Regions from separate parts of the Mus musculus genome. Here region 1 is linked to region 2. Evidence: chromatin contacts called from public Hi-C data. All regions are on one chromosome and are shown on one strand. Each heading gives the region's core, a stretch centred on a gene start, on an enhancer-like site or on the middle of the called end of the contact. The rest is flanking DNA. Distances are from core to core; before and after follow the strand shown.

The links. Hi-C and Micro-C count contacts between places; a contact is called where the count stands out from the background.
Region 1: a contact with region 2 is called in a Hi-C map of pancreatic cancer cells, with 2.9 times the contacts expected there. The contact joins the promoter of Tbl1x here to the enhancer-like site in region 2. A contact is called at or near these places in 7 of 484 Hi-C or Micro-C datasets (the AML12 cell line, CD4 T cells, Th1 cells and 3 more), 3 of 115 datasets of contacts at active chromatin or transcription factors (embryonic fibroblasts and embryonic stem cells) and 2 of 9 other capture datasets (adipose tissue and pancreatic islet).

Annotation. Positions count from the first base shown.
Region 1 is chrX:77,508,329-77,514,797 of GRCm38.p6, forward strand. It overlaps Tbl1x (transducin (beta)-like 1 X-linked), which reads left to right and starts at 2,899. Exons shown (of 16, transcript NM_020601.2): 1 at 2,899-2,941.
Region 2 is chrX:77,471,360-77,478,083 of GRCm38.p6, forward strand. No RefSeq gene overlaps it. Among named protein-coding and RNA genes, the nearest start is that of Tbl1x, 37 kb to the right of the region's middle. Within about 2 kb of position 2,347, at least 8 of the 459 cell types and tissues checked have an H3K27ac peak or open chromatin away from gene starts, as enhancers often do. A contact at or near this core is called in pancreatic cancer cells, where this site is marked.

The DNA.
Region 1 (6,469 bases), core at 1,649-4,148, 38 kb after region 2:
ACAGACACACACACACATATACACACAGTGGACCTTATTTCTCTTTCCTCCCCTTTGTTTCCATGCTTTCTTCCACACCAGCACCTATAGCAAACAGCCAAAGCAGATGAATAGAATACTCTAATTTTCCATTCATGTAGTAGCATTTCAGGAAAAAAATGTCAGGGGGGACTGTTCTTATGTCTTTAGGTCTTACAATGTTTTGGTGGTTCCTATGGCTGTTTACTACAAGCCCTTGACTTAATTTTTTGGATAGGGTCTTGCTAAGTAGTCTAGTCTCATTCTGCCTCAGCCTTCCAAATTTTGGGACTTTCCCCATACCCTCTACCAACTTTCTTTTTTTCCAAAACAAAGCAAAACAAGGGTTATTTATTTATTGTATGTGTACCTTTGAGAATTTATGTGTCCCACATGTATGCAGGAGCCCTAGGAGGACAGAAGAGGGCATAGTATCTCTTGGAATCAGAGTTACAAGTGGAGATGATCTGGCTTGTAGGTGCTAGAAATTGAAACTGAATTCTATGTAGCAAGTGATCTTAACGAAGATGAGCTATCTCTCCAAATCCCTAGTCCTTGACTGTCCAAAAGCAAGAATTGGGATTATTGCTATAATATATCACGCTGGCAAGGTCGAAAATTTAAACTCCCACTCTATTAGTCAGGGGAAGCCTATAATAAAACCTGGTCACTATGCTCCCTTAATGGCAGAAGAGATTTTTTTTTTACCCACTAATTTCCCATACTTTAAAGATGATCATCACTTATCAAGTAACAGATGCATGCAGGAATGCTTTTAACCAACTTCAGTTTGGAATTTTCAAGCACTAATTTGGGCAAGCCGAGCTGAGCAAGCTAGGTGGTTAGGGTTTGCTGCGCAGCTACTCGAGGGTCTGCGGTAGCAAAGAGCTGGCGACCGGGTAAAGCCTGAAGCTGTAATGATGTCAACTTGTTATTTACTTTCCAAATCTGAATGACTGAGCAAGGCGAAAGGAGAATCAATCAACCACAATGTGACCCTACAGGCGGAAAAAACGCAGCGCTACCACCAGCATGCAGTGGGGGAAGGGAAGCACGTGTAAACTGGGCCAGGGTTGCATCACGAGCAGGCTCAGGTTTTCGATTGCACCCTTCATAATACCTCAGCATCAGTCTGCACAAGCTCAGGAGCCCAAGAGCTAAGAAGGGCAGGCTCAAGGGAGCCCTACCAAGTCCTTTGGGGGTGGGGGTGCTTGAATGGCAGCTGATAGCTAATAAGCCTGTGTACTGCTGATTCACAATTATGGAGACTGTGTAAGTGTGGATTTTTTATTGATGCGCTCTAATAACTGTGTACCAACAGTCGTTTGACATATTTGACGTTTCGTAGAAATATTTTGCAAGGTAAATTTGAGGTCCGCCTTTTTGATGGAGAACCGGCCCCTTAAAAACTCGCCCCAGGTTCTCCCCTCCACCCCCAACTACCAGAGCAACAAATGCCTAGTGTTCAAGGAAGGAGCAAGTGAGGTTAGGGTTTAAATTGCGGAGTGTTACTGGGCGCTTAGCACCGAGCTCATTAGAAGCCTAAGGGAGGGGCAAATTGATTTTAAAAATACTCAGCAAGGCAGACACCAAAGGTGCTGAGGAGGAGGGCCGAATATTTATTTAATTGAATTAAAGGCGGGAGTATGGGGGGAAATCGTCACCGATGTGGAAGAGAGGAAGCGCCAGGGCTGGGCCTTACCAGCCTTGGCAACAGAAAACACTTTGCCAGCGCCTGCGGTTTCAGGCCTGGGGGTGGGGATTTACAGATTTGAGGGCCCCAGTACCCTAACATAGTCCTCCATAGTCCCAGCTTATTTGTGCCTTAGTCTTGTGTTAAAGCGTCTCCCCTATGCATTTCTGACTATTGGCCGAGAGGTGTTTTGCAAAGGTCATGGCTGCGCCCGAGTCCTCAATTTTTGCGGTGGGCGTAAAGGCAACTGGGGAGGGGGATGCTTTATGTCGTTAATTTTGAAGAAGATGCGCTTGGAGATGGTGTTACACGAGAACCTTCTAGGCTAGCTGGGCGGCTTCATCTTTTGAGGTGGGGGAGGGTAACACTTTCAGTGGCTTGGGTTACCATTCCCTCTTTAAATCTTCAGGGTGGCCCTTGTTCCCATCCCCCCTCCTCCCGAGCCACCTTGGCGTGAGGGGTGTGGGATTGAGTATCCGTGTAGGGGCCCTGTTCCCCCCTCATTCCTCTCTGAGCCTGGTAGGGGCCTGGTTGGGGCCCAGAGGGCAATGCTCAGGCTTCCCTCCTCCACCTTGGGCTTGGGGCGGGGAGAGGTGGGGGTGGGGAGGCTTTAGGGTGAAGAACTGTGCCGAGATGTAAGTCTTTTCCCTGCCCCCGGGGGGCTGGGTCTGGACTTGGTCCGGGGAAGGGCGGGCCTGGCGTCCTAGCCCTTACTGGGGGGAGGGGCTGCCGCGTGGGGACGCTGCCCCCCCAAGGAGCTCGGGGAGGGGCCGGCGGGCACGCGGTGGGGGAGGGCAGGGCTGTAGAGAGCCTCTTCCAGGTGTCTGGGGAGGGCGGCGCGCTGTCGACCCTCTTGGCACGTCTCCCAGCCTGGGTAGGCTTGCTCGCGTCCGCTCCCAGCGGAGGTCACTGGCCGTGTCGGTCCCTCCCGCCGTCCCGCCCTCTCCCGCCGCCGCCGCTCCCAGCCCAGCCCCCCCCAGTCTCGACGCTCGGGAGCGACAAGCCGCCAGCGCCCCCGCCCCGCCGCCGCTGCAGCGCCCTCCGGCCGCCATTCGCCACCGAAACTTTCCAGCGCTAGCTCTTCTCGTGGACTAGGTGGCGGGCCAGGGGTAGCGCGCGGCTGCTCCGGGGCGCTTGGCCCTCGTCGGCCTCCGCGCGGCCCGGGGTTGGTGACGGTGGACCCGCCAGTACGCTGAGTGCGCGGCCACAAGTTGCACGGCTCGCGGCGAGGTGAGTACACGCCGGGCAGGGGCTCAAACTTCTCGGGCCGAGGGGCGCGGTGGTGACCCCAATCGCGGGCCCTGAAGCTTCAGGAGGGGCAAGTTCCCGTGTGCCCCCCCAACCCCAGGTTGGGCGCGCTCCCTGCACGCCGAACAATACCTCTGGGGCGGCCGCTCCCCGAAGTGGCCGCGCGCGCGGGGGGCGGGAAAGGCCTGGGTGCGCCTTTGTTTTGGGGAGAGGGAAAGGCAAGTTTAGGGACGCTCTGCAGTTCGTCCCAGCATCTCTTTGTCTGAGGCTCCAGAGGGGGTTGGCTGGGCTGACCCGCGTCGCCCTGGGACTTGGGGGCCGCGCGGGATCCCCTTGTGGGGGAGGGGAGCCTCATTCATCCTCGAGGCGCGGGCCGGCGCTCCCGGAACACGGTGGACGCGCGGCGGCGCGCGGGGGATAGTGGCTGGCCCGTTTGTGATCAGTTTCCGAGGCGCAAACTGTCAGGGAAGTCCGGGAGCCCCCTCCCCATACCTACTCCCAGGCCTGGTCTCGGGGACCAGGGTGTGTGTGGGGGGGTGACAACGACGGAGGGCGGCTCCTCTGGCTAGGTGAGGGAGAGGGACCGCCCAGTACGGCCTGGGGAGGGTGTAAACCTGTTGCTTTGGGGCTGGGGAGGGGTTCTCCAGATCTGCACTCACCCACATCCTCGTCTTAGGAATTTCCCTTACGTAGAGAAGGGTGCTGGGAGCAGGAGTTTATGTAGGAGGGGTGCGCCTTTGAACGTCGGTGATCTTCGGGTTTTGTGACAACTTTAGGAGGAGACTACAGGCCCGCTGGTGCTGGATGGGGCCTGGGCTTCACGTGCGTGACCAGTGAGCAATCAGGAGCTTGGGGCTTTTTTTTTTCCCTCTCTCTCTCTTTTTTTCTTTTTCTTTTTTTTTTTCCCCCAGCGTCTGGCGTTCTCAGAGGCCTCCGCACTGTAAATTCCGCAGTTAGGGTCGGCTTGTTTCTTTCTGACCAAGTGTTGTGGGGCAAAACCTAAAACAGCTCCCCTCCCCCTAACCAAAACCTAAGCCATACTGCTAGTGCAAGTGTTTGTTTCTGTTCTGCTTTGGTGTGTGTGCCTTGACCTGACTAGTGTTTTTCTCTGAGCTAGTCCCTGGTTTAACTTAAAAGAGGACACAAGAATACAGGAGGAGGAGTGAGTGCTTTGTCCTACTCCCCCCCCCCCCCAGTCTTGGTTTAGGGTAGCAAATAGGTCTTGGTGAGCCTATGAAATTTACCATTGGTCATTTCTAAAGACACATATCAAGGTATGAAATAGTGTTGAGTGTAGATGGCACTTTTATTTTTAAAGGGATTTCGTGTCCAAGTGTGCTGCAGATTATTTTCATGGCACCACCCACCAGTGTAATTAGTACAACGATGAAAGTCGAAGTTCACTTGATCCACTTATTAAAATGGCCCCCTAAAGCTTTTCAAGCCTTTAATCACACACACACCTGTAGGACAGGCATGGGTGATTTGGGGTGTAAGGCTCTCATTTACCCCAGGATATGTCCTTACTTGGGTCAGAGAATTCCACTTAGGCAGCACTACTAAAAGAAAAAGGAAGATATTTTACTCCTTTTAATGGTATTGGGCAGATACTCATTTCAAGTTTACCTCGGTTTTGCTGTTGGGTTTTGCTATTTTTCTAGGCCCTGGGAGTCACACCAAAGCAAGGCCTTTGAGGGACACTGTGAATGGAAGCTGATTGTCTTCTAGTATGGTGGGTGGGCTACCAGGATCCTTGGGGTGATGATAATTTTCTTTGATGCGGGATTATTGTGGTTTGAATGAGAATGGCCTCCTTAGGCCATTTGAATGCTAGGTCCTCAATTGGTGGAAATGTTTTTGAGAAGGTTTAGAAGTGTGGCCTTTTAAGGTATGTGTATCCTTTTGAGGTTTCAAAGGCCCACACTATTCCCAGTTAGCTCACTCTCTGCCTGTGCTTGCGGATCAGATGTAAGCTCTCATGCTCCAGTGCCATGCCTACCTGCTGCCACAATCCCTGTTACGATGGATAGTCATGGACTCCAACCAGCCCTCTGAAACTATAAGTACTAGTGGGTTCTTCTGTAAGTTGCTATGGTCATGGTGTTTCTTCAAGGCAATAGAAAAATAAACAAGACAATTGGATCAGTTCAGAGAATTATAAACACCTTCAGGTTTTATATATTAATGTCTATAACTTAAGTTTGCTTTAGTAGACAGTATAGGTACCAGAAGTGTGATATAGGACTGTGGAATTGTAAATGGTCCTGAAGCCTGTTTTTTAATGTTCTCATGTATATGTAGATGTGTTTGTGCACTTATGTTTCTGGTTGCATGTGTATATGTATGAAGGAGGTGGATGTCAGAAATTGATATGGGATGTCTTCCTTTAGTTGGTAATTATCTATCCATGTTATTTTTTTCAGATAGGGTTTCTTTCTCATTCAAGTTGAAGCTCACTAATTTGGCTAGACTGACAAGCCCCAAGGATCCTCCTCAGTGTTGGAATCATAGATACAGACTGTAGCACTCACATTTTTACATGGGTTCCCAGGGATTAAATTCAGGTCCTCGATGTACTGATTGAGCTATCTCCTTGAACACCACTTTTTTTTTTTTCGAGACAGGGTTTCTCTGTGTAGCCCTGGCTGTCCTGGAACTAACTCTGTAGACCAGGCTGGCCTCGAACTCAGAATCCACCTGCCTCTGCCTCCCAAGTTCTGGGATTAAAGGCGTGCGCCACCACTGCTCGGCTTTGAACACTAATCAGAGGCTCTATGTTTTTTATTGTTATGGTCACATGGTGAATCTACCTTGTGAGGGCGTTTACTGGGAACCATAACTGAGAAACTGGTTACTTAGAGCATCCAAGCTGCTGTGTCCATTCCAAATGTTTGGAAACAAGAGGATACTATGAAAAAGCCCACCTACTTGACCAGTTGCTGGACCATGGAATTCTGTAATTTTTTTGAGCATCATTTTATGCATTTGCAAAAATCAAAAGGAGGGGCTAATGATGTAGCTCAGTTGCCTAGCAATCAGGGCTTAGCAAAAGAGGCCAGCCCTGAGTTCAGTCCCCATTTGTAGATGTCATTTCAGCGTTGAGAGAAGGTAGAGAGAAAGGTTAGTAACAGGCACAGTTTGGTTGCACAGAGAGGTTGTCTTAGCTATCGTGCCTGAGGCCTTTGGTTCGATCCCCATTCTAGAAAGAAACCAAGCAAAAACTTTGCATTTTATTATGCAAATAAAGAAACAAACTTCACTTTACCAGAATGTCCTGTAATGAAGATTTTAATTTTTTACATTTGATTTATTTATTTGTATGTGCTTGCACACGTAGAAGTCAGGACAAGGTATAGGAGTCATTTCTCTTTTTCCATCTTGTGGGTTTTGGGTGTCAAATTAGGCACCAAATCCCTTACTGGATACACCACATTAAGATGAGGACTTTATAGGCCTTTCTGATATGGATTACAATCGCTGTGTCCATTCTTTAGCCAAGGAAACTGATTT
Region 2 (6,724 bases), core at 1,097-3,596:
CCCAGCAAACACAGAAGTGGATGCTCACAGTCAGCTAATGGATGGATCATAGGGCTCCCAATGGAGGAGCTAGAGAAAGTAGCCAAGGAGCTAAAGGGATCTGCAACCCTATAGGTGGAACAACATTATGAGCTAACCAGTACCCCGGAGCTCTTGACTCTAGCTGCATATATATCAAAAGATGGCCTAGTCGTCCATCACTGGAAAGAGAGGCCCATTGGACTTGCAAACTTTATATGCCCCAGTACAGGGGAATACCAGGGCCAAAAAGGGGGAGTGGGTGGGCAGGGGAGTGGGGGTGGGTGGATATGGGGGACTTTTGGTATAGCATTGGAAATGTAAATGAGTTAAATACCTAATAAAAAATGGAAAAAAAAAACACAAATCTTTGGTTGATAATCATGGTTGGATTGAAGTAGTATCACCCTGATATAGTCATTAACACTTTGAAATTGATAACTGTATAAGTTACACTTTTCATGACTATAATAAAATATCTTACAAACTTAAAAAAAAAAAAAAAAAGAAATACTTTCTTAAGTATTCATTAGTATCGTACCTTCTGTGTGTGTCTAAAGTCATCTGCAGGGACCTTATAGCAGGAGAAGAACTTGTGAACAGGAGGATATAAGTTGAGGGGCTCCAAGAAAAGCAAACAGTTGGATCTAGGCCAGGGCTGGAAAACAGCAAAAATGACTCAGCAAGGCACCCCACTCCCACCCCCACCCCCACCAATGTTGCCATTAACTCCCTACCTGAGACTTAAGTTTGCAATGGTGCCATGTTTTTAAATGTATACACATAAGTGTACTGGGGATGCAGATTGACCATGTGGGTATGTATGGAATGTACGTGTGTGTTGACATTAGGGATTCCATTGTGTGTCATTTCTCAAATAACCTTGTTTTTGGTTACTTGAGATAGGGTTTCTCACTGATCCTGTAGCAGATTGATTAGAGTAGGCTAGCTAGCCTGTGGACTGCAGGCACATACCTGTCTCCACCTCCCCAAGTACTGGAATTACATGCATGCACTACCACATCTGGATTTTCATAAGGATTCAGGAACTCACAGAGGCCTGAAGAAGACATGAGGTATCCTGCTCAATCATACTCCTCCTTATTCCCTTGAGATAGGGTCTCTCACTGAACCTAGAGCTAGATTCAGTGGTTTTCCTGTCTTTGTTCCCTGAATAAAGCTTGGGTTACAGGTGCATACAAGCATACACAGTTTTGTTTTGTTTAATGTGGGTGCTGGGGATTCAAACTCAGATACCCAAGCTCAGCTTCTTGAGAAAGATCTCTCATTCACTGAGCCATCTCCCAAGCTCTCACAACACATCTCATGGAGATTTTCCACATGTCCTGTGCTCAACAGCTACTTGACATGAGTAAGGTGCAATTTTAGAGCCTTCTCTTTGTCTTCTGTATTCTGTGTAACCCAATAATGGGCCTTAAGGGTGTTTTTGTATCATTCTCTGGTCTCATACTCCATGGTAATACAGGATCCTTAGAGAACCATGCATTCCATGCTTTCCTTGTTACAGTCCTCCTTTAAAGCCTGACCTTGGGCTTCTCCATTTTATTGGGCATCTTGGACCTTTACTGTAAGTGTAGCTGAATCTAAACTCTGAGTGTTTGAGTGAAGAAATCTATAAGGATAAGGAGCTGGCAGCTTTCCAAGTAGGAAGCCACCACACTGGTTCCCCTTAATATCTCAGCATTCCTTAGGTTCCTACACAGCCTGACATATGCAATGTGTTCTTGGGGTCCTGGGGAGGGGTTCAAATTTTCAGCACTCCCTCTCAATCAACCGGCTATTCCTGAACCTAGTAGCTCTTTGGCCATTATTGAACTAACATGCAAAAAGAAGACTGCAGATCTAGACAGCAGAGTGTTAGACCTTGGTCAAATGGGTCTCAGGCAGACTACTCTCCTTTGCATATTGGGATATCAAGCATATTGGTCACTGGAGAACTGTCTCTGCTCTTCTATCATGCCTCTTTTTCTCTCCAGGATACCTTTACAGACCAGACCCAAAAAATGGCAACTAGGATTAAGTAGAAATCTAATCTAAGTCTGTTTGATCAGGAGAATAGATTCCTAGTATTCACTGTCAGTGTGTGACTCAGCTATGATCACATACCACACAAATGTCCCACAGTAACCCCATTTGTTGTATCACTTGGTGATTTCCTCTCAGCTACCCTAGTAATGTATTTCTTAGAACAGATGTCCATCATTAACCAGCTCTGTATTTGTCAAACACTACTTACCATGAGCCTGACCCTACTCTACAGTCCTTCTACAAATATTACCTGATTTAATCCTTGGAACACCACTGCTGACAATACAGTTTGCAGACCAGAATATGATGACCACACAAGCACTTGGCTCCAAAGTCCAGTTCCCAGACTCTATGGAGGTGCTCTTATCTCTGTGAGTTGGTGAGCTGACTCAGTGGGTAACAGCATTTGTTTCCATGCCTGATGATCTACATTCAGTCCCCAGAAAACACACGATGAAAGCAGAGAAGTTGTCTTGTAAGCTCACTATGCACACCTCCTATCTCCCACTAAATAAATAAATCAAATTTAATTACAAAATGTTAAAGCAAGCCAAGGGACATAGAAAATTTCCATAGTAGATTTAAATTGGAATTTTATAGGGTATAACTCCTTTTTCAAGTTCTGAGTTTTCTGTTTTTATAAATGTATATAATAAGCCTTTAAGTATTTTTTGTTCTCTTTAATTGTATGTGTGCTCTCTATGTGTGTACATGTGGGTGAACACAGAGGTAGATATCAGTCTTCTTCAGTTACTCTCCACCTTATTTTTTTGAATCAGGTGCTTTCTGAACCTGGCACTCCCTAATTCAGTGATACTGCCTAGACAGCAAGCCCCTGGGTTCTACCTGTCCCTGCCTCTTTCCTGCCACAGTTCTGGAGTTACAGGTGTATAATACCATATTCAGCTTTCTAAGTGAGCACCGACCCTAAGTGAACTCAGACCCTTATGTTTACATAGCAAACATTTTAGTAAATGAGTGCTCCCTGCCCCCAGCCTATCAAGTTCTGAATTCTTCGGATCTCTCCAGCTTACACCCTGACCAGCAACTACAGCCTGGGCGAGTATATCCTGAAGAAACTGAAGACACACCCAACCCTACAGTACCACTGTTTAATGTGAAAATCTCACTTAATATTGCTACTACAATTTCACCCACTTTTTTTTTTCTGCCATGAACATATTTTTGGTTTTGGCTTTTGTATTGTGGGGTTGTTATTGTTTTGCTTTGCTTTTCTCCTGCCTGCCTGACTCAGCTTTCTTGTTTCCAGGATTGATAATGAGCTCATGAATTTCCAGCATGTTAATTTGCATGACACGATGGTTTTGACAGAAGCTGGCAAGCTGTAGCCTGCACTCCACCAGGAAAGGGCTTGCTACTCTCTGGAATGCTGTAAACACTACAGAAACCTGGTAAATACATTTTTTTAAACTTCAGATTGTGAAACTCTGACAATTCTTTACATACATGTGAATAGGTCATCCTGGAATTTTGTTGAGACAGAGTTTCATGTAACCCAGGCTTGACCTCAAACCCCCCTATATAGCCAAGAATGACCTTGAACTCCTAATCTTCAAGCCTTTACCTCCCGAGTGCTGGTTTTATACAGGACTCACCACATCTAGTTATTCGGTCTGGTGGATCCAATACAGGGCTTCCTGCAAACTGCCCTCCTATCACAAAACTATCGCCAGCCCATTTCTTGCTATTTTCAACAGACTCACATACATTTAAAGTGATATCATCTTTGATTTTTCAGACTCTATGTTAAGTTATCCCTTCCTTTCTGTTTCTTGTGTGTGTGTGTGTGGGTGTGTCTTTGTGCATGTGTATGTGCATGGTGTGGCTGTGGATGGTGTGTGTGGATGGCACACATGTGGGTATACAGTCCATGCACATGCAGAGACCAGGGCAAGTCCCTCATTGACTTGAGACAAGGTTTCTCTCTGAACTGGAAGCAATCCATTTGACTAAGCCAGCTGTCCACCACGATCTCAGGATCTGCCTGTCTCTGGCTACAAAACCTGGTGTTTTAGGCATCAGCATAGCTGACTTTTTTATTTAGCATGAGTGCTGGGGATTTGAACCAAGGTTCTCATGATTTCAGAGCAAGTGCCCATACTCACTGAACCATCTTCCTATTCCCTAACCAAGTTTTGTTTTTGTTTTACACTATTGCCATGCTTTTATGTTCCTCGTTTTATATTCCCTGAATGTGTGCATCTTACTAGCGAGAGACCAGCCTGAGAATGGGTGAATTTTGCCTCTAAAATTCCTGTGCACTGGGAGCTGGAGAGATGGCTTAGAGGTTAAATGCACTTAATGCTGTTGCAGAAGACCTGAGTCAGTTTTCAGTATCCACATGGAGATTTACACTACCTCTAACTCAAGTTCCAAATGAATACCTTCTTCTGGCCTCAAGTGGAACCTGAACACATGTAGTACACATACATAAACATAGAAGCATGTGCACATGCACACAAACACACACTCACACACATACACACATGTGTGGTGGTGGTGGGGAGAGACTGTATGTATGTATGTATGTATGTATTTATTTTGGTTTTTCGAGACAGGGTTTCTCTGTATAGCCCTAGCTGTCCTGGTACTCACTCTGTAGACCAGGCTGGCCTCGAACTCAGAAATCCGCCTGCCTCTGCCTCCTGAGTGCTGGGATTAAAGGCATGTGCCACCACACCCGGCTTTTTTTTTTTTTTTGAGACTTTTTAAATAGAAAAACATTAAAAAGAAGTTCTATGCACCTCTGGGGGGGTTCTGTAATGTTAAATTCTTCATGTAACAACTGAGTCCAGGCAGAGTGGCTATTAAAAGAAGAAAGGGGTTTTCTGGATCACAGATCACAGCCTTTTTGTGGATGTACTAAAGATAAGAAATGGCACAACTAGATAAATAAATATTCCAAGCTTAGAAACTGAGACATTTGACATAAGTGCTCACGTGTATAGGTAGATGGTGGGGCCAGGAATGTGCATATGTGTTGAAAGAACACCTGGAAGTTGCTGATGTATACATGAGCCATGAGTGATGCTGTGATTACAGTTGAATTAATTGTCAGGAAATAAATTAGTAAATTAATGCAGGAATATGGATATATATATATACATACATATATATATATTCATCCGTATTTTGAGACAGGGTTAGGATTGTTTTTTGTTTGTTTGTTTTTTTTTGTGTGTGTGAAGGCCTAACTGTCCTGGAACTCACTATCTAGCCAATGCTGACCTTAAACTCAACAGAGATCCACCACCTCTGCCTCCCCAGTGCTGGGATAAAAGGTATGGATTACCACCACCCAGCAATATGTTTTTTCTTCAATTAAGTATTTCAGAAGAAATGTTTTCAAACGTTTGTTAAAATTTAGCACTGCTAAATTAATAGGCTCTTGAATCTCCTTCAACATAGCCTGTAGGATTCAGCCAGATGGCTCAGTGGCTAAGAGTACTTACTCCACAAACACAAGGACATGAACTTGAGTCCCCAGCACCCATACAAAGAGCTGGACTTGGCTGCATGGCACTGGGGAGACAGAGACAGATGGATCCCCAAAACTCACATAACTAATATGGCTGATTTCCATTTCAAGGAGGGAACCCTGCCTGGAAGTGATAAAGGAAGAGTGGTAGAGAAAGATTGCCAGCATCCTACTCCAGCCTCCACGTGCACAGATGTGCACACCCACACAGTCATGTGCATTCAACATACACACACACACACACACACACACACACACACACACAAACACACACACACATGCACACACACACACTCCTATACACACAACAATTAAATAATTTTCCTAGATAAATATTGGATGAGTATGAATTTTTTCCACAGTGCTGACTGATGTTTTTTAGCATGAGTCTAAAAATATGCTGTTGGATATTTAAAATATGTCCTTTGTACCTAATTTCACTGTTTTTGTTTTCCCCAACACTCCCCACCAAGTGTTCTGGTGATTGTGAATTTATAGCTTGTCCTTAAAGGACATGCCTAAGATGGCTTATTAACCTAAACCAGGTTATTCTATGTACTGAACTGAAAGTACACCTGCTTAAAAACATTTTAAATTTAGAAACTTTGTGGAACATCACAGCAATTTCCAAATGGCCTGACCTGGTGTCACTGTACCTTTACCCATGACCCATCTTTTCTAAATGAGTCCAGCCAAGTAGGAGCCACTGTGTCTGCAAGTGCAAAATACTCAGTGGATAACTCCCTGTAATAGATGCAAACTCACTTGCTGGCGCTTACATCACCCCACTTAGACAGCTAGCATCTCACCCACAAGGCACCCAATCCATAGTTGAAATTTGGCCAGAGGATCTGCTTCCCTCAGTCTTCTTTATGTTCTGTGGGTTTCCAGAAACATTAAAATAAAGCCACCGCCTTGGCTGTAAAATGAGTAGCTCTCTAGGGGTAGGAAGACAGCTCAGTCAGTAAAGTGTTTGCTGCACAGGCATGGGAGCCTGAATCAGATCCCCCTCCAAGGAAAAACCCAAGTGACTCAGCACATACCTGTAATTTCAGTGCTAGGGAGACACAAAATATCTGTGTCTGCAAGTACAAAATGCACAATGGATAACTCCCTTTAAGAGATGCAAACTTCACTTGCTGGCCTATATCACCAGAG